Regions from separate parts of the Mus musculus genome. Here regions 2, 3, 4, 5 and 6 are each linked to region 1. Evidence: chromatin contacts called from public promoter capture Hi-C data. All regions are on one chromosome and are shown on one strand. Each heading gives the region's core, a stretch centred on a gene start, on an enhancer-like site or on the middle of the called end of the contact. The rest is flanking DNA. Distances are from core to core; before and after follow the strand shown.

Evidence for each region. Promoter capture Hi-C pulls out the DNA fragments that hold promoters and counts their contacts.
Region 2: a contact with region 1 is called in a promoter capture Hi-C map of pre-B cells, with 2.7 times the contacts expected there. The contact joins the promoter of Tlk1 here to the promoter of Gpr155 in region 1. A contact is called at or near these places in 2 of 39 promoter capture datasets (liver and pre-B cells) and 1 of 9 other capture datasets (liver).
Region 3: a promoter capture Hi-C map of liver shows a contact between it and region 1, with 5 times the contacts expected there. The contact joins the promoter of Dcaf17 here to the promoter of Gpr155 in region 1. A contact is called at or near these places in 3 of 39 promoter capture datasets (liver and pre-B cells).
Region 4: a promoter capture Hi-C map of pre-B cells shows a contact between it and region 1, with 8 times the contacts expected there. The contact joins the promoter of Nfe2l2 here to the promoter of Gpr155 in region 1. A contact is called at or near these places in 5 of 39 promoter capture datasets (the C10 cell line, hippocampal neurons, liver and 1 more).
Region 5: a promoter capture Hi-C map of pre-B cells shows a contact between it and region 1, with 10 times the contacts expected there. The contact joins the promoter of Hnrnpa3 here to the promoter of Gpr155 in region 1. A contact is called at or near these places in 4 of 39 promoter capture datasets (the C10 cell line, hippocampal neurons, liver and 1 more) and 1 of 9 other capture datasets (adipose tissue).
Region 6: a promoter capture Hi-C map of pre-B cells shows a contact between it and region 1, with 2.3 times the contacts expected there. The contact joins the promoter of Slc25a12 here to the promoter of Gpr155 in region 1. A contact is called at or near these places in 3 of 39 promoter capture datasets (hippocampal neurons, liver and pre-B cells), 1 of 115 datasets of contacts at active chromatin or transcription factors (astrocytes) and 1 of 9 other capture datasets (adipose tissue).

What each region holds. Positions count from the first base shown.
Region 1 is chr2:73,383,929-73,388,729 of GRCm38.p6, forward strand. Gpr155 (G protein-coupled receptor 155) reads right to left here and starts at 2,552. Exons shown (of 17, transcript NM_001190297.2): 1 at 2,337-2,552. It overlaps Gm13707 (a long non-coding RNA gene), which reads left to right and starts at 2,922. Exons shown (of 9, transcript XR_866430.3): 1 at 2,922-3,428; 2 at 4,522-4,647.
Region 2 is chr2:70,823,321-70,828,121 of GRCm38.p6, forward strand. It overlaps Tlk1 (tousled-like kinase 1), which reads right to left and starts at 2,160. Exons shown (of 20, transcript NM_172664.3): 1 at 1,873-2,160. The coding sequence starts at 2,011.
Region 3 is chr2:71,053,149-71,057,949 of GRCm38.p6, forward strand. Dcaf17 (DDB1 and CUL4 associated factor 17) reads left to right here and starts at 2,596. Exons shown (of 14, transcript NM_001165980.1): 1 at 2,596-2,971; 2 at 3,347-3,450. The coding sequence starts at 2,846. It overlaps Mettl8 (methyltransferase like 8), which reads right to left and starts at 2,458. Exons shown (of 10, transcript NM_145524.3): 1 at 2,223-2,458.
Region 4 is chr2:75,701,960-75,706,760 of GRCm38.p6, forward strand. Nfe2l2 (nuclear factor, erythroid derived 2, like 2) reads right to left here and starts at 2,704. Exons shown (of 5, transcript NM_010902.4): 1 at 2,405-2,704. The coding sequence starts at 2,449.
Region 5 is chr2:75,656,798-75,661,598 of GRCm38.p6, forward strand. Hnrnpa3 (heterogeneous nuclear ribonucleoprotein A3) reads left to right here and starts at 2,462. Exons shown (of 11, transcript NM_053263.1): 1 at 2,462-2,526; 2 at 4,669-4,791. The coding sequence starts at 2,521. It overlaps Gm39859 (predicted gene, 39859), which reads right to left and starts at 2,140. Exons shown (of 3, transcript NR_166143.1): 1 at 1,993-2,140; 2 at 1,422-1,511.
Region 6 is chr2:71,364,839-71,369,639 of GRCm38.p6, forward strand. It overlaps Slc25a12 (solute carrier family 25 (mitochondrial carrier, Aralar), member 12), which reads right to left and starts at 2,917. Exons shown (of 18, transcript NM_172436.4): 1 at 2,675-2,917; 2 at 1,689-1,742. The coding sequence starts at 2,686.

The DNA.
Region 1 (4,801 bases), core at 1,302-3,801:
ATATTCCCTGTGTTGCTTTCTAGAAACCAAACCCTTTTAAAACCTTATATTTAATTGGGATTAAGACAAGTATTTCCTTTTTTCTACCAGGATTAGGCAGGAGTGGTCAAGAGAAACAAATCCTACAATATTCACATACTTGATCTTTCCAAATAAGCACTGAATTACACAGGCAGGTTCTGGTTGGCACACAGTCATCCTTGAAGTTGCTGGTCAACAATCAGACTTGAGTATGAAAACATTGGCGCCCTTAAGAAATGTGTCCTTAGAAAGGGAGTAAGGAAGGGGGTAAGAAACTGGTCCAGCCTTTTCCAAAGTTCCCTAGATTTCTTTGCTTGAATAACTCACAATCCCTATTTTTCTTTGCTTGGATATCTCACAATCCCATATTTGGACAACATAAGAACAACAATGTAACCGTGGGGGGTGAGGGGAGGAGAGAGAGAGAGCGCGCGCAAGCGCACATGCTTAAACAACAATCTTAATTAACAATAGATAATGAAAACTGTTGTAGACTTTGAACCTTAGCATTTATCAACTCTTTGGGTCAATTACTTTGCCTCCCTGAGTCAGTTTCCTTAACTGTGAAACGAGTGGGAAAACTCCTTAGCGAAACACTATATGGAAAGGATGTACTGTGCACAGCTCATCACAGAGGAGGTCTTCATGAAATGGGAGCAATAGTTCTAATGCCAAGTATGGTGCCCCATGCTAGGAACCCAGTCCTGAGAGACAGAAATAGGAGCAATACAAGTTCAAAAGCAACCGGGGCTGCATTGAGACGATGTCTCAAAAAACAGACAGCGTACACAGAATAAACCAAAGTGGGTAAGAGAGGTGGGTAGAGAGACTGCAGACCTAATGATAATGATTAAAACGGTAACAAGGTAAACAGCATTCATTGTCACAAGTAGCTATACAAACATGCCTAATATTAAAGATCCTCAATAGTAGACATACTAGATATTCCACAAAGTTACGAGTTTAGAATGTGTTATGAAGTTACCAGCCTCTGTTTCATACCCAGCAATTAAGAGTTGAATTGAGTTTGATCTTAAGTGGCTATTGACAGTGAAGGTGATGGCCAAGAGGTTTAACAACTTCCAGGTTCAACTTCCAATTAACTGAAAATTAAATGAAACTTTTTAAAAGTAATCTGTCCTTTTCCCCCTTTCAATTTTTCCAGTGTTATAAACAGTTCCCGAGGCAAATGAAAGTTAAAATGACTTCTAGTCTGACATAATGTCACACACCTGTAATCACAGCACTAGTGAGGCAGAGGCAGGAAGACCATGGGTTCAAGCCCAGCTACAAAGAAAAGCCAGCCAGGACTTAAATTAGCAGCTGTCTCAAAATAAGGAAGGGAGAAAAAAAAAAACTAAAAATAACTCTGAAGTTTTATCTCATACCATTTTAAACATGAAAACAAAACAAAACGAAAAACCGCTTCTTATGCACATTTTAAGATTAACAAGAACCACAACAAAGGAAGTTTTAAAAATGTCATCCAGTCCTTTAAACTACAAAAACAAGACTTGTTGCAGAACAAACAAGTTGTCCTATCACTGGAAAAGCCAATTCACTGGGCCAGACACTAGAAAACGAAGTATACAAACCATCTAGTCGCATTACATCTGACTTAGATAACATGACCAAAGCACTGAAATTGTAGGTTAAATGCTATTAAGTTCAAATGTGCTGCAGTACTGACTTGAAAGAAAAAGCTTTAAACTGAGGCTGTTCTCTTCTCAAACACTCCTATCCTTTAGACAGGAGAAAAGCCTAATGCCTTGCAGCACTATAAAAAGCACTCTTCAACATCAACAGGCACTCCAGTCACTGCCTTTTCCCTTGTCAATCTGCAGGATCAGACTTTGGCCCGCCAAGATAAGGAGTGCAGAGTCCCTGACCAAATAGATGATACCGAGGGCAGCTGACACCCGTGGAAGTGGAAAGCCAGGGCATGGGAGTCACAACGTCAGGTGCTCCGTAAAGAAGTATGGGAGAAAATTTGGCGCAAAGATCCCGAGGTGCTCAGGAGGGGCAGACACGAAGGCCACCTTGGGCTAAAGTAAAAAGTCCGAGATGACAATGTGAGCACACGTGCAACGGGGTGCTTCGCACCCTGGGGACCGCAGCTCTGGCACCAGAGGGGACAAGTCGTCCCTTGTGAGCAGACCATCTCCAGTGTTCCCGCAGGTTTCAGGCGCAGGCTCTGTGGAGCAGAGGCGGACAGGCGCAGCAGCTAGCCGAGGCGCCAGGGCAGCCTGGCGCTGCCCACTGGTCCGGACCCCAGGGGCAGGGGCCATTGCAAACGCAACTGGGGCTCATCTCACCTGCTAGGTCTGCAGCTCCGGCTGCAAGGAGAAGGAAGCCGATGCTCACAGAGGGCCAAGCAGCGAGCACACCGCCGTCATCTCCCGCCCCGAACCCTCTTGTAGCGGCGTGTGCCAGCGGCAGATGCCCAACCACGTTCCGAGAAAGGGAGGGGTGAGCCGCTGCGGTCCTGTCAGCTACCTTAGGCGTCTGCAGCCCGGTGCCTCCTCCCCGCCTCCGCCCCGCCTTCAGGCTCCGCCCCTGGCCTGGAGGTCAGAGAAGCCGGTCTCCATTCTGCCGTGAGGCCCCGCCCCCAAGCTCAGGACATGGCCCCGCCCCGCCCAAGGCCCCGCCTCCAGCATGGAGGTCCGCGTTTCAAATCTCCACCCCGCCGTCAGGCCACACCCCTAAGCTCCAGTGCTACACTGCACTCCGCCCTGGGGCTCCACCCCAAGGCCCCGCCCCTAGCCAGAAGGCCCGAATGCGGGTCTCCACCTCGCCTTTAGGCCCCGCCCCCAAGGACAAGCGACACCGCTCCACCCCCGGTGCCCGAGGCCACACAGCCCAGTCCCTGCCCTTATGCTTCGCCTCCGCCAAAGCCACTTGGCCGCCGGTCTCCCGTAGCTGTACTTCCGGCTTTTCTCTTCCCACAAGATGGCGGCCGGGTGGGGATTGGCAGTATTGGTTTCCTCCGCCTCTGCTCAGACTCAGGAAGGCCTGTCATCATTTCGGTTAACCTCAGCTTCCAGTAATCCTGTCAATTCCTCTCCTGGTTAGCCTCGTCATTGCATAGTATAGAGTTATAAATGCAAGGATGTGAGTTCAAACCCTGCCTTCTACCTTTCCCAAGCTAGCATGATCTTGACCTTCCTAAATCAAAAGAGATTAAAATATAAGCTTTAGTTGTGTGCTTGATTTAGAATACATTGCCAGCAGCGACTGCTTCTTTTTCTGTTGTGGAGGAACTCTGGCTGTATGCTCTTAGTTTACAGACAGGAATCTCCTAGTATTCTCGGAAGTCTACTGGGGCTTCTCGAAGTCAACGTGTGAAAATGAAGACATTTTCTGAAACAAAAAATATTTCTAATTTAAAGCCTGATCTCAGTGATTTTGTAAGTATTTCTTAAAAAGAAATCTTGCTTTGCAAATTTTACTGTTTTGTCTGGCCACTACTATGTCCTATTAATCTGTGCAGTTTTAGTACAAAGTACAGTACTATTTGCACCTTTAAATTAAGTTACTATATGGTTTACTAAGAAAATAAAAGCCGGGAAGGGAGATGGGATGGGGGAAGGGGGTTCCGAGGGAAAATGAGGAAAGGGGATAAAATTTGAAATGTAAATAAAGAAAATATGTAATAAAAAATGGGAAAAAAAAAGAAAAGAAAAGCCAAGAGCTGGCTTAAGGATATGAAGCCTAAGGAAAGGTGAGCAGAATTGAAACTATTTTTTAAAATGTAGCTTACTCCCTTTTGGTTCATTTTTTGTCTTTCTCACTTTTAACTATTAACCTAACTGCAAAAAAAAAAAAAAAAAAAAAAACAATACATCTGTTATCTCAAGGCTAAATGGATTCCTGCCTTGAAACTATGAACATTAGTCAAACTAAATATTTAGTGAACTTTGACTTTTAAAGGATTATTGAAAGACAGGCCTAGAAAGGAAAGTTAAGGCCAACCTGTAGGAGTTCCTTGTGTTAGCTTAGCTTAGTTTATCCTCTGACAGCACAGTAAGATTGGTACAATTTCCCCACACTGGAACATGTCAGTGGATTTTGTGCCTTATGATCTGGAAGCCTTCCCAGGATAAGTGGAGAGATGAAAGGCAGAAAGGACAGTATGGTGACTTTGGGACTAGCCAAGACAAGGAAATAACCTACTCTGGGCTAATGGTAGTACAAATGGAGTAAGTTTGAGGGGTGTTACAGAAGAACTGTAGAGCCGGACAGCTGAGAGAGGTAAAGAAGAGGAGGTGGGGAACATTAAGTTTGTTCTCATCCACTAAAATAAGGAGAAAGAAGCCAGGTAGAGAGCTTCTAATAGATTTCCCAGCTGTGAAATTCTGCTATCTGGAAATGAAGAACTATTTCAATGCGCTTACAAAGGAGGAAGGGGCTACAAAGAGTGAATTTGCTTCTAGACCTAAAATTGGAAACCCTGAGGCATTATCTATAACAATCTCTTGGACTTATCCTTCCTTCCGTCAGAGGCGCTGGGAGTTTAGACATCTGATTAAAACCCCTTGGGTCAGATCCCACTCCTGGAGGGAAGAATGAAGCGCTTCAGTGTTCTGTGAGCTGACAGTTCTTAAGAAGGCATCAGCACACGTCCATGTGAGTGTACAAGGTTATGTCAGCAATCCATTGCTATTCACTTGATATGCCCGTGTCTGCTTATAGTTAGCCCTCTCACCTTTCTGCTTGTTCGTTTTATCTGAATTATGATTAGACTTTAAAAAAAAAAACCAAAAACCAAAGTCTACAAGTC
Region 2 (4,801 bases), core at 910-3,409, 2.6 Mb before region 1:
TTGTCAAGTGTAACTCACAAGACTATATCCCAGAATTTCAAGTATTAACTAAGACTCACTATTTTAGGTTAACAACAAAAAACAAAACCCATTTAAAAAAAAAAAAAAAAAAAAAAGCTGCTGAGGGAGGGGAGCAGGATTTCTGGTTATTTGGAAGTTTGAATTAAGTTATTCCAACCATTCAGAACATTTCATCATCAGGAAGGGTGCAGAACGGCACACCTAAGACGGTCAGCTAGGGCTGACCTTCCTTAGAAACTCCATCTGAATTTGGTGCCTGCCAAATTCCCAGGACTGATAACAGAAGTCAACTGTTAAACCAACACCATGTATTCAGCAGATTATCACATACGGGTCCTGGCTCATAGTAATGGCTCAATAAACACTTGAGAAATCAATGAGGAATTATTTTTCAAAGGTATAGTACTCTAGAAACCACGATAATCTTTCAAAACTCATACTACCATTAGACATCGTAATGAAACTACAAAGTGGAAACAAGCAAGCTACAAGCACCAACTGCCCTATTTACAACACACACTTTAAATTTTAAACTTACAAATTTTCAAGCTTATACATGTACATAAACTTTCAAGAACAGAAGGAAAAACTCAGATTATTAATTTAAGTCATTCAATAAATAAGCTCTTATTTCTTTTAATGAAAAATCAGTGTCAGGGTGAGATGAAAGGGGAAAATGTCTGTCAACGTATTCGGCATGTTTAATGGATGCCATAAATCAAATCTTCCCATGAATTTTCTAGAGCATATTCACGTCAATCTTTGAGCCTATTGTCACTTTCACACATGCTCACGGGAACAAAATGACAAAGAATGCTATGCCTCAACCACTGGATCCGGGCAAGAAACATTTGATTAGCAATTACCAAAGCTATGGATAATAAATATAGACATATTTTCAAAATACAATAATCCGAACGACTCATAAACCGAAGCTCTGAATTTCTTTACAAGGCTTACTAGACTGCTGGACTTTCAAACGTTTTCTTCTTTTTTTTAAAGGTGCTGATAATCTCCTTGTGCGAGACAACCGGGAGCGAACAGCCCATTTACCGATTGCTAACGAATACGACTTCGCATTTTCCAGACAAAAGGGCGTTAAAAGAGATCCGATGCAAATTTATTCTTCCCTGGTAAAGGAGTGTTCTCCCGAATTCCATTTTATGGAGTATACTTAAAGTTAAAGGCAGCAAGTTCATTTTTTAGTCAAAAGCACTAGGTGCCTTACTAGCTGTGTGACTGCTACATCTGGTGGCAGAACACTTGCATGCAAGGAGCCAGAAAACTTAGAAAACAATTGTAACCGATCTCAGTGCGTGTTTTGCAGAAACCTTCAAGCAGGAATTTCCACCAAAAAAAAAAAAAAAAAAGCCCACCACCCTTGGGCAGAAAGGAACACGAGCGTACTTGCAACCCACGAGCATAACGTTCAAACATGCAGGAGCCGATGGCGAAGGAAGGAAAGTTGCAACCATCTGGGGGGGGGGGGGGGGTGGCACGAGCAGCCTTGCCCACGAGTCGGTCTGCCGTTGGGATCGCTCTAGGGGCCGCGATGGGGATCCGACTCGGATCCGAGGCAGCCCAGAGCATGCGGGAGGCGGGCGAGGGGCATCTTAACCGGTCCCGGCGGCCCGGCTTGCGGCGCGGGGACCGCCTCTATGGGAGGAGTGCGGGCTAGGGGAGGGGGCTCGCGCGCCGAGGCTGCACCGCGAGGGCAAACCCACCCGAGCCCCGAGGCCAGGAGGCTCAGGGAGCCAGGGCAGGCCTCCCGCCCGCGAACCGCCACCCCCCACCCCAGCCCGGGGTCCGCGCGGGCCGAGGGAGCCCGCGGGAGGGCGCGGCGGCGCTTACCTTCCCTGGGCCTCCCGGATGGCGGCGTGTGATTCAGCAGGGACCTGGCCGCCGCCGCCGAGCCCGGGGTTGGAGACGTGGAGAGCCGGGACCAAGATGGCGGCCCCTCCAAACTTCCACTGCTACTTTGGACACTCATCAAGCTACTTTCTGGGAGCCCGACTCCCCCCCTGCGACGGCGGCGGCACCGGCACCCGCCTCCGTCATGGCGGGGGCCGCGCTGAGGGCGAGCGCGGGCGCGAGGGCTGGGAGGGGAGCGCCGCGCCGCCGAGGGAGCGCGCCGGGCGGAGGGCGGGCGGGGAGGGTAGCGCCGAGGGGAGGCGAGTGGCCGGGGCCGCGGGGCCGGGGCCGGAGCGCGGGCGGAGCGCGGGCCGCGCCGACCGAGGCCACTTCCGCGGGCGGAACCTGCCGGCACCTCTGCAGTGCGTCGGGCCCCGGCGTCGCCCGGGCGGTGGCGGGCGGTGGGTGGCGGCTGAGGCGGCGGGGTAACCTCTGCATCAGTTACGGGCGGCGGCGGCGGCGGCGTCACGCGCCGCCAATGCAAACACTATCGCGAGGCTCCTGCGCCTCCGGTAGCAGCGGCGGCGGCGGCGGCCGCGGGGCCGGCAGGGGGGAGGGGGGAGGGCCCTGCCCGGGCGGGGCGAGGGCGGGGAGGGCGCGAGCGCGCTGGGAGGCGCGGGGCCCGCGGCGCGGCGCGGAGCGGCGAGTCGCGTGCGCGGAGCCGGCCGGAGGGAGGCGCGCCCCCGCTGCCACCTGCCTCCCCCTCGCCGCGGCGCGCCTGCTCCGAAGCGCGCCCCACACCCAGCCTGCCCGAGACGCCTCTGCTCTCGCCTGGCTCCGGAGTCTCAAAATGGAACTGAAAAGTTGAGAGTTGCTTCTTGCCCTTCAGGAGAAAAAGAAGAAAGAGAAGAAGGAGAAGAAGGAGAAAGAAAGAAAGAAAGAAAGAAAGAAAGAAAGAAAGAAAGAAAGAAAGAAAGAAAGAAAGAAAGAAAGAAAGAAAGAAAGAAAAAGAAAGAAAGAGCAGTGTGCACTTATCCATCTGCAAAACAGGAGTAGTCACGGAATTAAAAAAAAAAGAACCTAAGAAAATAAAACTTTCCTTAAAACAATCTACCAAAAGAATTGAGAAACCCTACCGGTGGGGTAGCCTGAGTGTGTGGTATAGCTGTTTGTTCTTTGTTTTCACAGAAGTGGAAAATCTAAATAGAAAATGTTGACTACTGAATTCACAGTAAAAAACACAAAAAACAAAAAAACTATAGTGTTCATCTTGAAGAAGGTATAGTTTCTAGAAATTTCCAGTTTCTGGTGCCGCTGTTGAGTATTGACGACGAATTCCCAAAACAAATTACAGCATTTGCTAAAATTTATAGATAGAGCATAGCTTTCTGCACACCCACGTACACACACCAGCGATTGGCCATCTTGTTCATAAAAGAGCAAGTCTGGTAGTCCAGGAAAAATACGACAAGGTTACTGCTCTCTTTAAACCAAATTGAATAGAACACTAAAATGATTATGCTATAGAGCAACTGTGCAGGCATAAGGAAATGACATGATTACCAGGGGGACCAAAATGTCATTTCTATTTTTTATTTTTATGACTTTGCATTTCTCATCGTAATGTTTTCTTCAGATAAACTGTACTCCCAGAATAGAGCCTTGGTTGTCAGCTATGCCAGAAGTCACTGGGGTGTTCCTGTGCTTCAGATTCTTGTTTTCAGTCACATTCTGCTTTTGAAACCTAAGAACTCACAAATTGAACAACTTTATTGACATAGAACTCACTGTAAAGTGTGTGGCTTTAGTTCACACTGTAGGGTGTATACAGCTCTGATGCCCCTTGTACAATCAGTAGCAAACATCTGTTGCCCACTCAACTCCCTTCTCCCCACCCCTTTGAGGTTCCTACCTGCCCCATTTCCATCCCCCTCAGAGCCATATATCTTCTTTCTATGCCACGGAGTAATTTGAATTTTCCTGAATTTTAGATGAAGTGTCCAGTGTTTTCTTCTGGACATAAAGTGGTTTCCCTGAACATAATTATTTTAATAGCCATATGGTTACATTTTCTTGTACGAATATATCCTGCCTTATCCCTTGAACTGTGATGGACATTTGCATTCTCCCTTTTCTACTTTAATACTTCCATGAACACTCGTGTGCAAGCCTTTGTATGGACATACACCCATGTCTTGGTTGCTTATCTATGACTTTATATGATATGTATATATATACTCTGCTTGCTTGGTCTTCTATATACTGGGGATCAAGCCTAGTGCTTCATACCTGCTAGGCAAACCCTCTACCCCAGCCCCTCTTTCTTTTAAGAGTAAGCTTAGTTTGCACACTGTATCATAAAGGACACAGAACAGGAAGGAAGTTAAAAGAACTGAGTTTAATGTCAATAACTATTAAAAAAATCAACTTTCCCATCTATAACAAAGATGGTTAGACTCATTGGGTGACTCCTGTCATTTCCAAGACTTTCATTGAGAGTTCCATTCCTCATAAACTGTAAATAAATCCCAAGGCAGAAAAGCAAGGTGGCTCGAGTCTTTAGTCCCACCACTTGGATGGTAAAGGCGAGCGGATTGCTTTGAATGCCAGGCTAGGCTGGACTACAGATACCTTCCTGACAACGTTTTGTGCACCCTGGGTTTTTTTGTTGTTTTGTCTTTTTCAGTGATGAGTAGAGGTGCGTGGCACATGCATAGGCGAGCTACCTCAGTTCTATTTTGCCTGTGGCTGCTGCCCGAGAAGGACGTTACAGATGCTGCTCTTGCCTTCTTGTGGCTTGTGATGAAGATAATGCACTTATCACCTTCTAAAGAAACCTCTCCCAGTTATAAGGAGCTGAGCAGAAAAACAAACGGGCTTAGCCTAAAAATGGCATGCCATGCAGCATCTGAATGCACGCCTTCAAAAT
Region 3 (4,801 bases), core at 1,346-3,845, 2.3 Mb before region 1:
CCAAGAAGGCCAGGACAGATGGATTTGCTTTCTGGATTTTTAAGGTCCAGTAAAACAGTACAAATGATCACAACGAGTAAGTGGTCACTTAGCCAGGCAGTGGTGGCGCACGCCTTTAATCCCAGCACTTGGGAGGCAGAGGTAGGCGGATTTCTGAGTTCAAGGCCAGCCTGGGTCTACAGAGTGAGTTCCAGGACAGCCAGGGCTATACAGAGAAACCCTGTCTCGGAAAAACAAAAACAAAAACAAAAGCAAAAACAAACAAACAAACAAAAAGAATAAGTGTGCACTTGAATTTACTGGTTACATAGCTCTGCTTCACTTAGTTCACAAAAAGCCTGGTTATTATAGTTGCACAAAAGCTACATAGGGTTTTATATATGGTTTTATATTTGCATACATTTAACATACCAAAAATACTTTAACAATGAAAGACTCTAGGTTGGATTCTGGTTTGAGACATTCTGTGGTGGGTAACTAGGAGCCACTAAGAATGATGTGACAGCTTTGTGCATTAGTGAAATCACTCTCTAAAAGGCTGCGGCAGGTTGGGAATCGAGAGTCTCCAAGTGTAGGCAGGAAGAACAATCAGAAGGCTAATTAATAATGGGATAGAAAACAGGAAGGCATAAAACTACTGGGATGAAAAGACTGGACAGAAATAGAATCAAAAGTACTTGGTTGTGGGAGAGGCAGAGATGGTCTAATGACTCTCCTTAGGGATCCCAGTGGTAAGATCAATAGCACAGGAAGGGAGCATTCAGAAGGCCGGGTAAGAATGGGGACTGCCCAAGCCGTGAATATTGTGCAGTCCCTCAGCCAGCTCACTGGCTGTCGACTGTGAGGAAAGAAACCACTTACTATGATGATTTAGGGGCCAAGCTTGATGCCTCGTGGAAAAACCTGAAAAACACTGAGAGGCAACTGGCCTTGAAGTACCACCCTGGTAAGAGTGGACGTGAAGGAGAAGCAAGTAAACAGTCTTCTCAAGCGCACAGAGTTTCCAGAGGTTAAGCATTCAGACCTGGGAGAAACTGGGGGGACTTTGGTCCAAACCAAGAAAGACAGCGCCATTACAGTAGAGCAGCAAGTGAGGGGCATGGCCCTCATGTCTGAATGGGTGGTCTGCATCCAGTTGTTGGGACTTAATATGTTAAAGTGAATGCGCGGAAGGTATGATCACAATATGCCCACTACTTGCTACTGTTTTTGTGGTAATAGTGGAGCATAGTGGCATCTTAGAAGTCATGTGAAAAACAAGCACAGAAACCAAAGCTCAGCCATGGTGGGAGAGCACAGAAAGACAAGAGCTGCGACAAGAAAGACAAAAAGGAAATGATGAGTGCAATTCAGCAATGATTTGCATTTCGCTTCAGCCAAAGAAAATCCAGCTATATTTTTCTGGGTTCCAGCATTTCAGTGACAGCTGCATTCATGAATGACCAAATTAACTATTGTGGAGCTTTCTAAAAATATACAAAGCACTCACTCCACCGTATGCTATAAGCAGGTCATGAAATATCAGGGGGGGAAAAAAAAAACCTCCAACAAAACAACCAAACAAACAAACAAAAAAGCCAGACCCCGAAGGAAATGCATCAAGGGTATAAGAGTTTTCCATTTAAAACAACAAAATGAAACGGCTAACGTTTGATCCAGCACATCCATCCTGTACTGTACTTCTGTCGATCAGAAAGCTGGTGTGCTTACTGACTTTTTCTTTAAGCACTTAAGATCACGGAGTGGCATGCCAAGTCTATTAAGTCTATGTGGGAGATGCAGACACCACACTAAAGGGGTTTACAATGAGGTTACGGGTCGCATTTGGTATACAGTTACGGAAATTTTTAGTATGTTAGTAATTTTGAACACGCAGGCTGAGCTAGTTCACAGAGAATGTTATTTTTTACTTAGAGAAGTCAACCTGGATTATCTTAGGCAGTTCAATAAGAATGCAAACATTTCATATTTTATTCCCTATAAGGGGGAAAAATGGAAGGAGGAAGAAAACACAGCAATTACCACAAAACCAGTCAGGGTCCCCGCTGGCCACACAAGGACGAGCCTTTGGGAAGGAGAAATTCAATCCTACTTTGATGGGAAAAACAGCAACTTTCACCACTAATTACCATACAAAAGCATAGTGGTTACACAACTAAATGTTGAAGTCAACCTCATCCACAACGTCCCAAGTGCGGCTGAGGGAAAGCCACGGGGCGTACCTTTGGAGGGTCCCACTGGCCACAACGCCCCTCTGGACGCGTGGCCAGAGCCTTGCAGGGCCAAAGGAGGGGTTGGCAGTCGTCCCACGACCAGGGCAGAAAGGGACTGCTTCCTGGGACACACAGGTGAAGCGACACCACCAGGTGGCTGCACAGCACCCACCAAAGCTATCCAGGTTTACCGCGTGCAGCCCGGAAGGCTACCCGACCCACTGCGCAGCCCTACGGCGCAGCCTATTAGGGCCAGGAGAGGCGGGCTAGGGGCAGGGAGGGGTGGGGCGGGGCCAGGCCAGCCCTCGCTCTGCCTGACGGGAATTGTAGTTCTGAAAAAGAAGCCATAGGGGCGGAAAAGGCCAAGGGGACTACATTTCCGGGAGAGGGAGTGGATACGGAGGGCCGCGAGGTGCAGCGTTAATCCCGAGAGCAGAAAGAAGGGCCAGGAAGGCGCCGTTGATTCTGTTCCTTTGCGTCAAATCCGTGTGTCGCTACCTCTTGATCTCTGCCCCGAGTCCCCAGCGCGGGGTCCCGCGTCAGCCTTCCTTTGAGGTTCGCAGGTGGCGGCTGCCACCCCTCGCGGAAGTGAGGGGCGCGCCCCTCCTGGGCCCTGCGGACCCCTAGTCTCCATGGGCCGGACCCGGAAGGCCAATGTGTGCCGCAGGCTGAGTCGCCGGGCTCTGGGCTTCTATGCACGCGACGCAGGCGTGGTGCAGAGGACGAACCTGGGCATCCTGCGGGCGCTGGTGTGCCAGGTGACGCCCGCCGAAGTCGGGGTGCCCGGGGTCCAACCTCCTGCCGGGCTGCAGTTTTTTACGCGCTCTGATACCCCTTTGAGGGTCTTACGTGGGGAGGGGCATCCGTGTCCCGCAATTAGGGTATTAGAAAATAGGTACTCAGGTCCGCCGCCTGGCGTAGTTTTTAAAAAGCTTCTTTTGCCTTCCTGCAAACAATCGATTCAAAACTTGGGCATCCAACTAAACCGACATCTATGGGCAGAGGGAGAAAAAAAAAAAAAAAAAAGGAGAAACAATGTACTTTAAAACTGTAGATTTCAACTACCCACCGAAAATGGTTCCATAGCAGGGGACTGAGTTCTTTCCTAAACTGAAATTCTTTGTGTCTTTCAGGAGAGTACTAAATTTAAGAATGTTTGGACAACTCATTCCAAGTCACCTATAGCCTATGAGAGAGGAAGAATATATTTTGACAATTACCGGTGCTGTGTCAGCAGGTAAATTCTTGGTGATGATTTTTTTTTTTTTTTGCTATAATCCACCTGACCCTAGTTTTTATAGAACCACGTGGCTTCTTTAGTACTTAGTGAAATTGGAAGATGAAAAAAAAAAAAAAAATGAGTCCATAATAAAACTAGGTGGAAAATGCATGTGATCTTAAAAACTCGTTAAGTCTAAAGTTTCGGACTTCATCTTTGTAAATACTTTTATTTCACACAAAATTATAGCACAGGCAAAATAATACGTTTCTCAGCACAGTTTGCTGTTTTATACCCATTTAAAGATCAGAGTCCAGAAAATGGGTTGTGAAATAATTAGATGCTGCTTAGGAGACAGGCATTTTGTTTTAGAAGTACTTTTTTTTTTTTCCCAAGAGAAAAAAAATGTTCAAACAAAAGTATAGTATTTGTAGATAAATAGTATTTAACAGCCAGCCTCCATCCATTCAAGGTCAGACTGAAGAGAACGACACAGTGAATTGATGCTTCCATGCCCGTCACCTGGATTAAGGGATTATGGAATTGCCGCTCTTTATCTTTCACTTTGCATCTGTAAGAATTATGGGCATTTTTCTGTGTGCCAAGCTTCAGTGGTGTTGTTCCTCCGGAGCAAATCACCTTGTTGAGATAGGTTCTCCTTTCACTGGACTGGGAAGCTAGAATACCTGTAGACAGCCTGGTCAGCAAGTGCTATGAATTTGCCTGTCTCCACCTCCACAACTCTAGGAAAACCATGAGTATTGGGGATCTAAATTCCGGTCCTCATGCTTGCAGGGCACCAGCTGGAACTATCTCAGAAGTGATTAATAACGCCTAAGTTCTTTTCTTGTGGGATCAGAAACTGGAAGTCAGAGAGACTAGTGATTTTTGAGGTTTGCCTTGACTCCAGGAGGTATCTTTTTTTTTTTTTTTTTTTTTTGGTTCTTTGGCAAATCGCCCAACCTACAATTTATTAGCCTTTAGTGCTGGTGAATCTACCCATGTCCCTCGATTCGCCCTTGGATGTAACTTCCAGTGATTGACAGAGTACACACATACTTGAAATTCTCTGCATCTGTTGCAGGTAAAGTCAGTTTTATTAGAAAGAACTTGGGGCTGTTTCATGGCCTGCTTCTTTTCCCAGGCAGTCTTCAAGTCGACTCCACGGAGCTGGTCATGGGAGTCAATGCAGTGACTCCCCTAACAGAAAAAGCTGAGCAGTTTAGGAAGCTGAGGGAATGCTCAGGCCAGGAAAGAAAGATAAGGCCAATCGGGACCTTACAAAGAAAAGTGTAGTTAGGGCCCTGTTACTCTACACTGTAGTTATACCCAAGGTAGAGTCTCCATGGGAGCCCCAACTTTCAACTAT
Region 4 (4,801 bases), core at 1,454-3,953, 2.3 Mb after region 1:
CCAAGTGTTCCCTTTTCCTGTAGCTTTGCTGAGCGTGACGCATCCTAAGTAAAAATAAATGTATATCTGGCTTTCAACGCTTCCTGTCAGTTCTAAAAGAGGGTTGTTCCTCAGCATTGTGTAAGGACCGCTGTTAGTACAAATGGAATTCCAAAGTGGTCCTAGTTATTTCTAAGGCAGAGAGACTGATGTAGCTGTGTTTATCCACCTACACATGGCTTTTCTGTAGTGTCTCAGAGATTCAGAGATGTGTCACCTATCTAGAAAGTCAAGTTTTTCTTAAGTTGTTCTCTCTCCCTTCATTCTGGAGAGGCCAATCTCGAATGTGTCTTTAAAAATAATCTCATATGTCTTATTCAAGATCAACTTCATCTCTTGCCTTCAACAAAGTATTTTATCTTTCCTAGACACCAGTGGGAAAGTAATGGATGCCCACCCCCGCAACCCGGTGCTGAAGAACCATGGAGTCTACTAACCATGAGCACTGTTAAAACAAAATGCTACAGTGCCACAGCTGAATCACTCTCACCATGTCTTTAAATCTGTAACTCAATTCAAATCCTTCTGGACTATCAAACAATGCTTTTTAGCTGAATTATGATCTTAAATGATTTCTTCAAGGTCTTCAAATATTTAAATCAATGTCTGGAAAGAACTAGAAATGTCCGGCTAACAAAGCTTTCACACGGCAGAGAAAGAAAGCAGCACAGCTGCCATTTTTGTAAATGAAATGTTATTCTACACAGGAAAGAGAAAAAAAAAAACTTTACAGTCAAAGTTCATTTGCACCGTGTATCCTGTGGCCAGGAAGCATTCCTTCTGATTACTCATGAAGAGCAGAAATCAGAAAATACAGTTTACTTATTCATCCTAATGAAAACCAGGCTACAACCCCAATCATTTCGGGGCCAAGTTCAAGGGAGGGGTAGAATTAATGCACTGTCAGTAACTTAAAAACTGACACCAGGACCTTCCAGGTCAGCCGAAAGCTTTACATTTAAACTAACTTACTCTTTACCGAGTTATACATTCCCTGGAGTTAAATGGTTTCTTTTCCTAAAAATCCAATTCCGACTCTTTTGTGTGTGTGTGTGCGCGCGTGTGTGCCAACATAAGCATTTACTTCTTTAAAACTGCCTGAAGTATAACCAGAAACTGGTTTTCACTTACATAACAATCTTCAAAACTTAGCAAGAAAGTGTTATGAAACGCAAGCGTCCCATTCGCTGTCTTCAAAGTGCGCAACATGCTAAGAAAATTGAGGCAGAATCTCAAACAGCAAAGAAAAATGTATTAAGGACACAAGCGAGGGATAATAAATAAATGTCTAAAAGCAAAACTTCTGCAACAGTATAAAAAGCAACAAATTCTAATCTATTACTCTTACCCTTGACGGCAAGGACCAGAATATCCTGCCTTATACATTTTGGTATTACAACTCTGTAATGCTAAATCCAAAGACAAAGCCGCCCAGGGGAAAATAACAATTGCGCAACTGATCAACAGCTCCAACTTGTCCCTTGGCCCCAGAGCAGCGAGGTTTGCACGCTATAGAGCAGGAAAGGGCCAACCGAGGGCCTCTGTGACTGCCAACTGGCCGATGTAAGCCAGCCAGAAGCCACAGCCTCGCACACTACGTGGGGCCCCGCGGGTCACCATACTCAGAACACACAGCCCAGCATGGGGCCCACTCGGACCTCGGAGCCCGCCGCCCAGGTCTGCACGTCCTTGCGCCCGGCGCGAGGCCATTCCCGGGTTCCCAGGCTGAAGGAGCGTGCGGAGCCCTGCCGGCAGGCCGCCCGTCGGGGCGCCAGAGCACGAGGGCCACCCGGTGACTTTCTCCTCCGCCCCCGGAGGGCTGGGCTTTTCTGGATCAAGACGGACAGGCGTGATCTTACAGACCAGCTCTCGGGCTGAGGCCGTAGACGGCCGAGCTCACCAAGTCGTAGAACGGGGGTTGGGGAGGGCTTCGGGCGGACGCCGAGGAGAGACCTCAGCTCCCCCGAGCGCGGCCCCGTGACTAGGCACATTTTTACCGGCACCGAATCAGGGAAACTACGCTGCCCCGGAAAAGGCCGGGCGGCGCCGGTTTAGACCGCCAGCATCCACCCCCCTCCCGCCTCTGCGCCTCCCACCCAGCGAGGTGGTGGTGTCTCTGCCTGGCCCCACGAAGTCAGAGCTTCCTCCACACCCCAACCTCGCCGCCCCTGGAGACCTCAGGCTCGGACCCCACTCTCGTCGCGGCCCCAACATCCTCCGTTGCCCTCCCAGCTCGGCGGGGCAGTTCCCAGGCCCTGCCGTCGTAGTCCTGGCTCAGACTGTCCCTCCCTCCCGGAGCCACTATCCCCTCGAGCTCCTGCCGGCTTCTTGGCACAGCCCAGGGGCCCGAAGGTTGGGGCAGCACCTGCTGGGACTGTAGTCCTGGCGGTGGCAACTCCAAGTCCATCATGCTGAGGGCGGACGCTGTGGTAGGGCTCCCCGACGGCGAGGCTACTTGCAGCAGAGGTGAGGCGGCGGCAATGGCTAGTCCGAGCAGCGGAGAACTAGGAGATAGCCTGCTCGCTGGAGTGGCAGGCCAGCCTTAGTCCGCCCCGCCCCCGCCCCCTGGGGGCGGAACAAGGACCTAGGGACGGGACAAGAACTTAGAGGCGGAGAAAAGGCTAGGGCAAGAGGCAAGGGCCAGAGGCAGGACAAGGGCATGGAGGCGGGGTAAGGGGCGGGGCAAGAGCTTGGAATCGCGTACAGGGGCAGGGCAAGGACCCGAGGGCCCCCCGCAAAGGCCTAGGGCGGGGCAAGGGGAGGGGGGGACAAGACGGGGGCCAGTGGAAGGAGCAAGAGCCCGAGGGCGGGGCATGGACCTGAGTGCTTCCGGCCGGAGTTCCCGCGTTCCCCTCGACCCCCCACTGTTGATCCTCCTCTCGCTGTCCGGGGCATGGCGGAGTCAGGTGGGCTGAAGTCGCACGGGGGGCGGAGCGCGAGCAGGAGGCCTTCGGCCCCCCCAGTCCTCTGTAGGACAGCACCCCCTTGCTAGAGATTAGCAGCTGTTTGCCGAAGGTCGCTCCAGCCCTGGCTCTTTGAAGCAGTTTAAACAGTTGGTGCAAGCACACCGGGAGCCCCGGCCCGTGCGCTGCTATCGGAGCTGCCACTCCCTGATTTGGACCTGCAGAACCTTGCCCGCTTTATCTCGCTCCACCGGCTGACTGTGGCGCCAGTTTCGGGGTTAGGGCTCTGAGCTGGGACCCGGACTTTGCAAGAGGCCAACTGCCCTCTGGCCCCAGGTCCCATTCAGTTGCTGGTGCTCAAACACCTCTGCCCCAGGGAGATGGATGAGTCCACGCTGCAAACTCGTGCTCGCTTACTCGAAGGCCCTCCACTTCTCCCACGTGCCCTGGGCTCGGGGCCCAAGCGGTCACTCAGTATCACTTCATCCACCCAGAGCCCAGCAAGCGGGCACAGCTCTAACAGAATCACCGAAGTGGATTCTAAGACTCTCAGGGTTCCTTTACACGTACTTACTCTATTTGGGAATTTTGAGGTATGATCTCATAAGGCCCCACCTCTCAAGCTGTTTTTAGAGCAGCGTTTCTCAACCGTCGTAATGCAGCGACCCTTTAATATAGTTCGTGTTGTGGTGACCTCCAACTAGAAAAGTATTTTTGCTGCTACTTCATAACTAATTTTGTTGCTATAAATTGTAATGTAAGTATCGGATGTGCAAAATATCTGAGATGCTTGGGGTGGCTCTCCACAGGCTGAGAACTGTACCATAGACTCTGCCACTTGGGTTTGGTGGTGGTGGTGGTGGTAGTGACTGTTTTCACAACGTTCATTCCCAAACATACTTCTTTAACTGCCCCCGAAAAAAAATCCAATTTCTAAAATAGTTATATGGGCTTAGAAAAAAAATCGAGGGATGTTTTAATGTGTTAATAGTTGAAAACCCAGAGTATTTTTATCTTTCTCTTTGTTGTTTTAAGTATGTTTGAACACAAATATCTTCTTTTGAATTTTTTTTTTTTTTTTTGGTTTTTTAAGACAGGGTTTTTCTGTGTAGCCCTGGCTGTCCTGACACTCACTCTGTAGACCAGGCTGGCCTAGAACTCAGAAATCTGCCTGCCTCTGCCTCCCAAGTGCTGGGGCTAAAGGTTTGCGCCACCACTGCCTGGCTTGAAATGTATTTTAAAAACCACTACCCTATTATGGGCCTGGGGTCAGTTAGAGATTCAACAATCTGACAAAGAAAGGTCTCTTACTCAGATCCTAGCGCTAGGTCTCCAGCTGAGACTCAGGACTTCTGAATGCAATGCTCAGCCATTTGTTCTCTCACAAACAGAATGCAAACAGAATCTCCTTCTCCAGCAAAACAGAAACAGCAGTAAAAAAAATTTAACCCTTAACGGCCCTTAACATTTGGAGGTCTAATTTTGCTTTATAGTTCTCTGGAGCACCGAAAATTTAAACTTTTAAACATAAAGTTAGCCAACAACATAATATTTCATAGTATTAATGCTGCAGGGGCCAACCTCTGTCGGCAGGAGAGCTAAGGGCCTTGTGACAACTGAAAGCAGAGTTACTAGCCAGGAAGAACCTGAGAAAGGAAATGGGAGGCTTTTACTTCCTCCTTGTAGGGCCTTTTCCCTCTCTCTGTGATGCCAAACCAAACTGAATAGTTTGCTTAGTAGTTTGCGTAGAAGCAGCACGTTTCCCCAAGGTCATACAGTAATCTCTGTGTTGTGCATAAAGCAGATCAAGTGCCCTACCATGCTGTTGGAGTACCTCGGTTAATGAATCGACCTGTTCT
Region 5 (4,801 bases), core at 1,212-3,711, 2.3 Mb after region 1:
GCCTGTTAGTTTACTTGAGTTTAAACTTAGGTCAGGTTTTGTTTGTTTGTTTGTTTGTTTGAGACAGGGTTTCTCTGTATAACCCTGGCTGTCCTGGAACTCACTCTGTGAACCAGTCTGGCCTTGAACTCAGAAATCTACCTGCCTCTGCCTCTGCCTCCCAAGTGCTGAGATTAAAGGCGTGCGCCACCAGTGCCCAGCTAGGTCAGGTTTTCTAAGATGGAATCTAAACCCCAAAATTTGGTCTCTCAAAAACCATCTTGAAAAACCAAGGATCAAAAAAGATCGGTATCTGAGCATGGGCCAGAGAACAAACCAGCCAAAGATTGGTTATCGTTTCTGCTTCACTTCCTGCCCTCATTTCCTTCAATGACAACCATGACCTGGAAGTATAACATTTTCCCCTTTTGAGTTGGTTTTGGTCATGGCGTTTATTACCCAGCAACATAAAGCAAACTAGAATCAGGGTATCATGTAGCCCAGGGAGGCCTCATACCCCACTTTGTAGCTGTGAATGTCCTTGAGCCCTTTTGAGACAGGGTCTCTGTATCCTAGAGCTAGATGTAGGTCAGGCTGGCCTGGTACCCCCAGAGATCCTTCTGCATCTGCCTCCTGGTTGCTGTGATTAAAGTCCTGAGACACCACACTTGGCTGCTCTGAGTTTTTTCAATCTCCCACCTCCAATCCCTAAATGCTGTGGGTTTGAGGGATTAGGAGCTGTGTCACCTGCCCAGTTTGCAGAGATGAGGATCCAGGCCTAGGTCTCATGTCTGACTGCTGGGATTAAAGGTGTGTGCCACCATCTGAATCCATTTCTCATCTTTCACTGGGAGAGACAGATAAATTGCAAAGGAGTTTGCTATGCAGAATGTTAAAATATGCAATTTGTTGCAGGAAAAGAAGGCTTGTCAATTGTGCTTTTTTTCTTACCCTCAATAACTTTATTTAAATGAGATCTGCAGATTTTTTTTTTCTTTTGAGACAGGGTCTCACTCTATAGCACTGGCTCCCTGAAACTCCACATAGCCAGCTAGAGAGGCATGGGCCTCTGCCTTCAGAGTAGCCTAGAGGTGACACATACCACGACTAGCAAATCTGTAGACTTTTAATTTACAGTTGTTATTGTGAGAAGGCTAGGCTAAGTCCACGACAGGCTTCAAATTAGCAGCTAAGGAGACGAGGTCTAAAAACCCAGGCTTCAGGCAGCTAATTAGAAACTGCCCCACCACCTGGCCTGAAACAAGGACAATGGGTCAGCAGTTCCCAGCCAGCCCCCACGCCCCAGTAATGGAATGTCCTTCGAGATAGCATAAGACACAGCCTACCACCCCCCACCCCAGATTCCTCAGCCAGTTTCCAGGCACCATACCCTAGTATGGTTCTGGAATACCTAGAGACAGAGTAAGACAAAGCCCACCTACCCCAGGATTCCACTAAGGTGCTTTAAATTGGTCCTGCGGGCTCACTTCAGGCTCTATCTTGGTAACGGGAGACCCCAGCATGCTGGACTTCTACAGAATAAAAACAGTGTTTGCGTTTACATACTATTAGAATCCGGGGTATCATTCTTCGTTACAGTGGGTGTTTCGAGACTACCTAATCCTATGTTTGCTTTTATTTGATTAAAAACCCAAATCGTTCCAAATCCCTTTGCTAAGCAAATAAACGATTCGACTTATTTCGTTCATATACTGCACACTAAAACTCGAAACTGATGACCACTTTAAATAAGAAACAAATCTCTAGCCAACAGGTAGAGGGCCTATATGGCCAGAAGCCTTTTGGAAACGTTGGAAATCGTTCCATTCTCTCAATTCTATACCCAAGTGGCTCTGCTTCTTCCTCCCAGACTGTCTTAATTTGTAAATGTGCAAGCTGCTAAGGTGAAAACCGCAGTAACTCAGCCGCGTTTTGCGGTCCGTGAGACGTGCCCCGACTGCGACTTGCAGTGTGGGTCTCCCAGGAAGGCGGCGCAGTCACATTTTTCCAAACCTGGGCTCTCGACATTTAGAAAGCCGCGAGGGAGGCGAAGATGGTCAACTGGCTTTCTTACAACCTTAAGTCTCAAGTCAGAAAAGCGTGACTTTCCATTTGGCTCTGGAATGGAGGTGAACTCGGAAATGGAGACCCGCAGGCGCGCGGGGGAGGGGCGAGAGGGGCCAGAAGAAAGGGAAAGGCCTTTCTCTAAGCTGACGCGCGGTCACGCGGCTTTCTCCCGACGTGGGCTCTCGCCATTGGTCGAGCTGCCGCTGACGTAAGCGTCGCTGCCGGGCGCGAACCGCGGCGAAGGCGGCGCTGCGTTGGAAGTTGGCGAGGCGCGCGCGCTCCCGCCGGCGGCCCAATCCCCGCTCTCCACCCTCGGCCCGCCAACGCGGTGGACCAGTCGCGCTCCGCTTTCTCATGACTCCGCCCCCAGTGGGCGGGCGGCGCGCGGATAGCACATCACGTGGTGACTGGCCCCGCCTCTTCCTCTCGGTCCCATATTGAACTCGAGTTGGAAGAGGCGAGTCCGGTCTCAAAATGGAGGTAAAACCGCCGCCCGGTCGCCCCCAGCCTGACTCCGGCCGTCGCCGCCGCCGCCGGGGGGAGGAGGTATTAGGGGGAGAGCGGGGGGTTGCTGGGTAGTTGCCGGCATGGGGGGGCTTTGGCTCGATGGGAGTGGGGAGGCCGGGGAGACCGGGACGATCGTCCCGCGCTTTGCGCTGAGGGCGGTGGGAGGGGGAGGGGAGCGGGCCGGGTGGCCTCCTCCGGGCCCTCCGTCGGCCTGGTCCTCTCGGTCGGCCGCACCGGCAGCCCTCGAAGACGCGGCGGGGCCGGGGAGTGGCTCGGCAGCCGGGCGAGGATGCCCTCGGGCTGCGCGGCCTGACTTAGCGAGGCCGCGGGCGGCATGGCGGGCCTCCGCGGGAGCGGTTGGGAGGAGGCGGTGGGGGAGGGGAGGAGCACATCCGGGCGAGCGAGCAGGCGGGCGGCGGCCGCATTGACATTGATCCGCCGCCGCCGCGTTACGAAATGGCGCAGTGGCCCGCAATGGCCGCCGCCTGGCTACGCCGCCAAGAAGGAGTGCGCGGGGATTGGAGGGGACGGCGGGAGGCGGCCCGGCGTTTCTGCCGCAGATGGCCTCCAGGCTCCGGGCGCGGTGCTTTCCGCTGGGGTGCTCCCGACGTGGATCTAGGCCTTGGCGGGCCTTCTGGGTGATGACAATCCGCGCAATACTCGGGCCGGATTTTCTCAGCGCTCATTTGGGGATACATTACTGAAAAGCTTGCTGCTTTAAGGTGCTTCCTAACCCGCTGCTTGTGCTCAAGTATTTGGAATGAGAGTATTTACAGCGTCCTGTGGTTGAAGTCTTAACCATTTCGGGGGTTTGAGTGTAGATGTGTTTACTTGGAGCTTAATATTTTTATTGATCTAATTTCTCATACTTCGGATTGGCCCGGATTTTGGTTTTCCTGGATTTTGGTTTTAGAGAACTGCGACCACACTAGAAAATACCACGATTACGAGAATTTTGTGTGTATAGAGATGCTTTTTGTGTATTGTCAAATTCATTTATGCGAGGCTTGAATAAAGGGGTTTTACGTGAATTTGGGTAGTTGGGTTTCTGGTATGTGGCTGTCTGCATATTGAATGTTCTAACTAATATTTCCAGAAGATGGAAGAAAGTGAGCCCCCTTTAAGGGCTTGTGTTGAATTGTCTTAATGCGTTCATTAAAAGCGGTTCACTCGAAAGTAAAATCTTCAAAAAGAAAACCACAGGCTAGATATTTTCTAAGTCTCTCAGTTACGGTTTTGTTTCTAATTCCTCTGGTCAGGCGGTATATGCTATACCTTGTAAATCCAAATTACACGCTTGTGAATGTAAGGATCGCATTCGAAATAACTTGAAACTATATGATGTAAGTGGGTATAACCAAGGTAAATTGATTACAGAAAGCTAAGTAGTGGAACCAGGTGTGAATGGTGCGTGCACACCTGTTACCCTAGTATTTGAAAGGCTAAGGTAGGACTGCCTCAAGTTCAAGGCTAGCTTAGCCTGCCTTTCCTTGAGAGCCAGCCTCAAAACCCTCACCCACCCTTTTAACCCCCACAAGGTATCACGGGGTTAAGTCTTGGCTGTGTTTTGTGGGATATGCCTAATTTGCTTGGGAATGTCTTTTAATAACTGAAATGTTATTAGCTGGAAATGTGAATTTCTCTTAATTTCCCGTTGTAAGCTTCTAAGTTGCATTTCATAGATCATGTTTTAAAATTACAGGTTTGTTGGTGTTGCAGACTGAGGACAGTGGAGATGGCACGGGCAGTCTTTGGGGTTTATTTTTCTAGTGAATGATTTGTTAGAAACATCTGAAATACTCTAGACTTTTTAGTTGTAGCTTAAAGTTTAAAAAATCTGGGACTGTTTGGGGGTTCAGTTTAATGTGACCCCAGATACCATTTTAGTGGGATATTTTTGTTTTTAAGACAACCTACTCCCTATGTACCTCATACTGGCCTAGAAGAACTGACATAATCCAGGCCAGCTGTCTCCCAAACGCTGAAATTAACTGGTGTGTACTATCATGCCCAGCGTGGAGCAGGTTTTTTAAATGGATGGAATATTGATGTTACAGATTTGAGACAGAACTTCATTTTATCCAAGAAATAACTATATTGATCTTTTTTCCTCAGGGCCATGATCCAAAGGAACCAGAGCAGCTGAGGAAGCTATTTATTGGTGGTCTGAGCTTTGAAACCACAGATGATAGCTTAAGAGAACATTTTGAGAAATGGGGCACACTTACAGACTGTGTGGTGAGTTCTT
Region 6 (4,801 bases), core at 1,667-4,166, 2.0 Mb before region 1:
AAGACATATGAAAGAAAGAAAGGCTGTGCTACCTAAAAAGCCTTAGTCTAAAACATAAAAATTAAAAATAATTCTCATTTTTCTAATTCTCTTTTGTTTTCTTTTGGTGCTAACACTCAAATGCAGGGCTAAAGCAAGGTAGAGAAACACTTTATCCCTGACCTTTACCAATTCTCTTTCATAAACTACACTGTGTGTGGTCACCTATGCAGCCTCCTCCTCCCCACCAGGCCTGAGGAAACTACCTGTCCCGGATGGAAGTGCTATCCAGCTTAGACTCATTAGCAGACGCTAGAATCTGTTCCTAAGATAGAATCACAGACTTTTGGAATGGAAAGCAACCTTGAAGGTCACCTTTCATTTTACAGTGGAAAATAATACCCAGAAGGAGCCTGCCCGAGGTTAACAGTCTACAGAGACTCCACAGCCAGAATACAAGATTCTAAAAAACAGCTCTTCCAAGAAAAACATAACTTTTAGTAAAATACCTTAGGAATTTAAGAAAGCAAAGGCAAAAAACTAGGCGTAGTCAGGTGACTGATTCTAAAAGCTTAACATAAGTAAGGTATTTTAAGGTCAATCCTTACAAGACTTCCGGTTTTGTTTTGTTTTTGTTTGTTTGTTTTGGGTTTTTTTTTTTTTTTTGGTATTTTCGAGACAGGGTTTCTCTGTGTAGCCCTGGCTGTCCTGGAACTCACTCTGTATAGACCAGGCAGGCTTTGAACTCAGAAATCCGCCTGCCTCTGCCTCCCAAGTGCTGGGATTAAAGGCGTGTGTCACCACCGCCCGGCAAGACTTCCGTTTTTTTAACGTGTGTATGTTTATGCACCACATGCATGTGATGTGATGTCCTCAGAGGCTAGAAGTAGATGACAGATTCCCTGGAATTGGACTGCAGATGGCTGAGTGCTGCCATATGGGTGCTGGGAATCCAACCCAGGTCTTCTAGAACAGTGCTCTTAACTGCAGAGCCATCTCTCCCCACCCCTTTTTAAAAAATAATTTATTATTATAAGGAGCAGATGTGTGAGCACTGGTGCATATGCACAGATATATGAAAGTCAGAGGACAACTTTATATAGTTAGTTCTCTCCTTCGATATTTATATGGGTTCTGGGTAAAGCACCTTTATCCACTGAGTCATCTTACCAGCCTCCTTACAAAAGAATCTAAAGCAAACATGTTGTACCAACCCCTACCCCCATCCCCATCTATGGTTGCAATAAGTGGGAGGAGAAAGCGCAACTACAATAGTCATAAATTATCTGTGCAACAAATGTCATAGACATTTATGAGAAGGAAAATTTTATAAGTCATCCTAAGTCATGCAAACAAAAAGAGCAACTCCAGGAAAACCTCATATCAATCCCCAATAGAAAGAAAAATTTTCCAATCCGTTCTTACTAAGAGTACAAACGGCCGGGTATAGAGCCAATCGCAGCCCTCAGGAGGCAGAGGCAGGTAGATCCTCCGAGTTCCAGGACAGCCTGGTCTACAAAGCAAGTTCCAGGACAGCCAGAGCTACACAAGGAAAATCTGTCTCAAAAAAAAACCAAAACAAACCAAGTACAAAGGACATCCTCCACTCATGTTTGTGAGAAGAGCATTTCTCAAAGTTAGAGAGCTTAAAGAGGAATAACGATCATGTTCTTCCCATTCTTTCCCTGATGTAAAATTCTTTCACTTACCTGGAGGAATATGTTTCTCAGCTCATGAGGATCACCTCGTTTGGTTGTATGCACCTGAGGGGGGGGGGGGAATGACTGGTTAATGCTTAGCTAGAAACCACATAATCTCTTTAGATTATAGTTTACATCTGCTAACAACTCATTTATCTTTCATAAGGTCATTTAGTCTAAAAACAAACCCAAAGCTTAATTGCTGATAACACCTGTCAAACCGGAGATCTACGGCTAAGGGGTGGGAGAAAAGGGTGTGAATAGTGCAAGATAGAGCAAATTACAGACGGCACTTCCTGTGAACTGGAAAGGGAAACCAATGTAATCGTTTACTTTATTCCACAACTACTAGCAATACAGTAGCAACCACCAAGCTACAAATCCTGAGAGCCTCAAGAGAGGAGCAACAGGAGATGTAAAACAGCCAAATTAATAGCCGGGCCTAGCAGCCTTTCTTGTGGAAAGCAGAAACAGTACATCGTCATCTTGGCGACCCTTTCTCCATCTGACCTAAACCTTGAGAGCTGCCACAATACGGATACTTTCGACATCTGACAACCTGCCAGGCAAATGTCAACCAGTGCCCTGGGCTGTATTGTGGCCCCAAATGACAACACCCACCCCCTCCCCCACCGCGGATGCCCTGGGTATCCCCGGTTCTCCTGCCCGCTGACTCTCAGTCCCTCTCTGATGCTCTCCAACTCTGTGCTCGCAATCCCATGTACCTAGGACAAAACACTACTCTTTTCCTCCTCCCGACCATGGTCCTCAGGAGCCCCTCCAACTCACGATCCCTCCTCCTTCCCCTCCCCCAGCCGGGCATCCTCTTCGCTCCGGTCCAAGCCCAGCACAGCTCTCCACCCGCAATCTAGAGCCCCGGGACGCACTGGCTAAGAACCAGGCAAAGAAAGCAACGGAAAGAGGCGGGGGGCTGCACTCGGGGCCCTTGGAACGTCTCTTATGCAATAAAAGCAGCAGCAGAGAGTTGGAGTCACCTTGACCGCCATGCTGTGCTCGGAAGCCGGGAACGAGCGAGTGAGCGAGCTGGGCCGAGCTGTCAGGGCGCGCGCGCGCCACGGCCCGGGGCCGCGCCCGCGCTCCCTCCTGTCGCAGCGCCGCGCCCGTCTATATGCAAATGAGCTAGAGCGCGTCGGTGGTGCGCACCGAGTGGCCTTGGTTGATCCATCAGCGGGCCGGCGGGGCAGTCGCACCTCTTGCGGGGGACACCAGAGCTCCGGTCGCCGGATTCCAACGCGCAGTGTGAGCAGAGGCTCCTCTGGGCCAGCCCCAAGTCCCAAGGCCTGGCAGTGGGTGTGGCTTTGGGCACCGGCTTCAGCCAAAGTCGGTTCCCTCTTGGGGCTTAAAGGAACACTTGGGGCCTGTATTGAGCAAGGTTGGAAGCATATGAGAGCTTGTCCCATTAATAATGAGTTTATGACAACCAGTGACAAATATTGATAAGGAAAATGATTAGTTAGGTTTTTTAAAGGGAAAACCTAAGTAAACATAACTTCAGAAATATGCTCCTGAATTAACATTCCTTGGGATATCCCTAATGGTTTATTAATAGATTCGCTTCACTCTCTTAACCACCCAAATTCTTTGTACAATGTATATAGAAAACAACTTTATTTATCTTGGAGCTGGTACTTGCTATGCTGACTTTCTCTTCTACAGGAAACAATTCCTCTGTGAATTCCCAGCCCTGCCTTAAGCTAAATTAATGTCTCTAAAACTGAGGCTTGCCATTAAGATATGTGAGGGCCAGGCAAGTAGCTTAAGTTGCTGGAGTGCCTAACTAACATGCTGGAAGTCCCGGGTTCTATGCCCAGTAGCACATAAACTCTATCTTGGCGAAGTAGTATCCGACTGTAATCCCCAGGCTTGAGAAATGGAGGCAGGATAATCGGAATGTCATCCTCGGCTGCATAAGAGTTAGAGGCCAGCCTGGATGCATAAGACGCGTCTTCAAAGAAAAGAAAAACGAAAGGAATAGAGGAGAAGTAAGAAAGGGGAAGGGAGGGAGGCGGGGGGGGGGGGGTGTGTGGAGGGGGAAGAGGGGTGCGGATCCGAGGTGATAGCTCAGTCTGAGGCTCCTCAGAACTCATTAAAGGTAGAAAGATAATCAACACCTATTTTCCACATTTCATCTAAGCACTAAGGTGAATAAAATTAAAAATTGTTAAAAAAAAAAAAAGAAGGGGAGAAAAGATCCTATTAGTTCTCATATTGATATTCACCCAAATATTTACTAAAATCCTCCATGTGCTAGACATGGTCCTATTTGTAAAGTGTGGATATAAATACACATATATGCATATGAAGTATGTGTATAAGTAGTTATTTATTGCAAAGACCTTCTTTGCCACCATTATCATAGACCATTTTAAGTTATAAAACTAAATAGCAATCCTACATATTGTAGATATCATACCCTTGGCTCAATCATACTTAAATGTTGCAATATTTGATTATCCCTGGGTTATTACAAGAAAATTTGTAACAAGCTGATGATGTCTCCTGTAGTAGTATATTGCCTTTATTCCCACCCACCAGTTATAGGCTTCGTGTGCTCACTTTTCAATATCTTTGAGACCAGGCAAGGGGATAAGTCTTTTTAAAAGAAACATGGTTGACTTGTTTAAAACTGATCATTAGTGCACTCGACATGGGTTTTGTGAGAGGGAAGGAAGTGATGAGATTTCTTGTCATTATAGTATTAAAATTAAATCTACTTAATTCATAAAATCATATACATGCCATGAATACTTGTGTCTATCAATAAATATGTGCTATTTGAAAATATCAGAGCCCAGTAAAAGCCAGACATTTAGCGATTGTGTTTACCCAGGACCTCAACCATATTTGGTTTTTTTTTTTTTTTTTTTTTTTTGGTTATTGTTTAGTTGGTTGCCTTTTGTTTATTTGTTTTGAGACAGGGTTTCTCTGTGTAGCCCTGGCTGTCCTGGAACTTGCTCTGTGGGCCAGGGTACCCTCAAACTCACAGAGACCCACCTTGCCTCTCTATCCAGAGTGTTGGGATTAAGGGGAGCATAACTACATCCAACTACTATTTTCTTTCTTTCTTTCTTTTTAAGATTTTATTTATTTATTTTATGTAT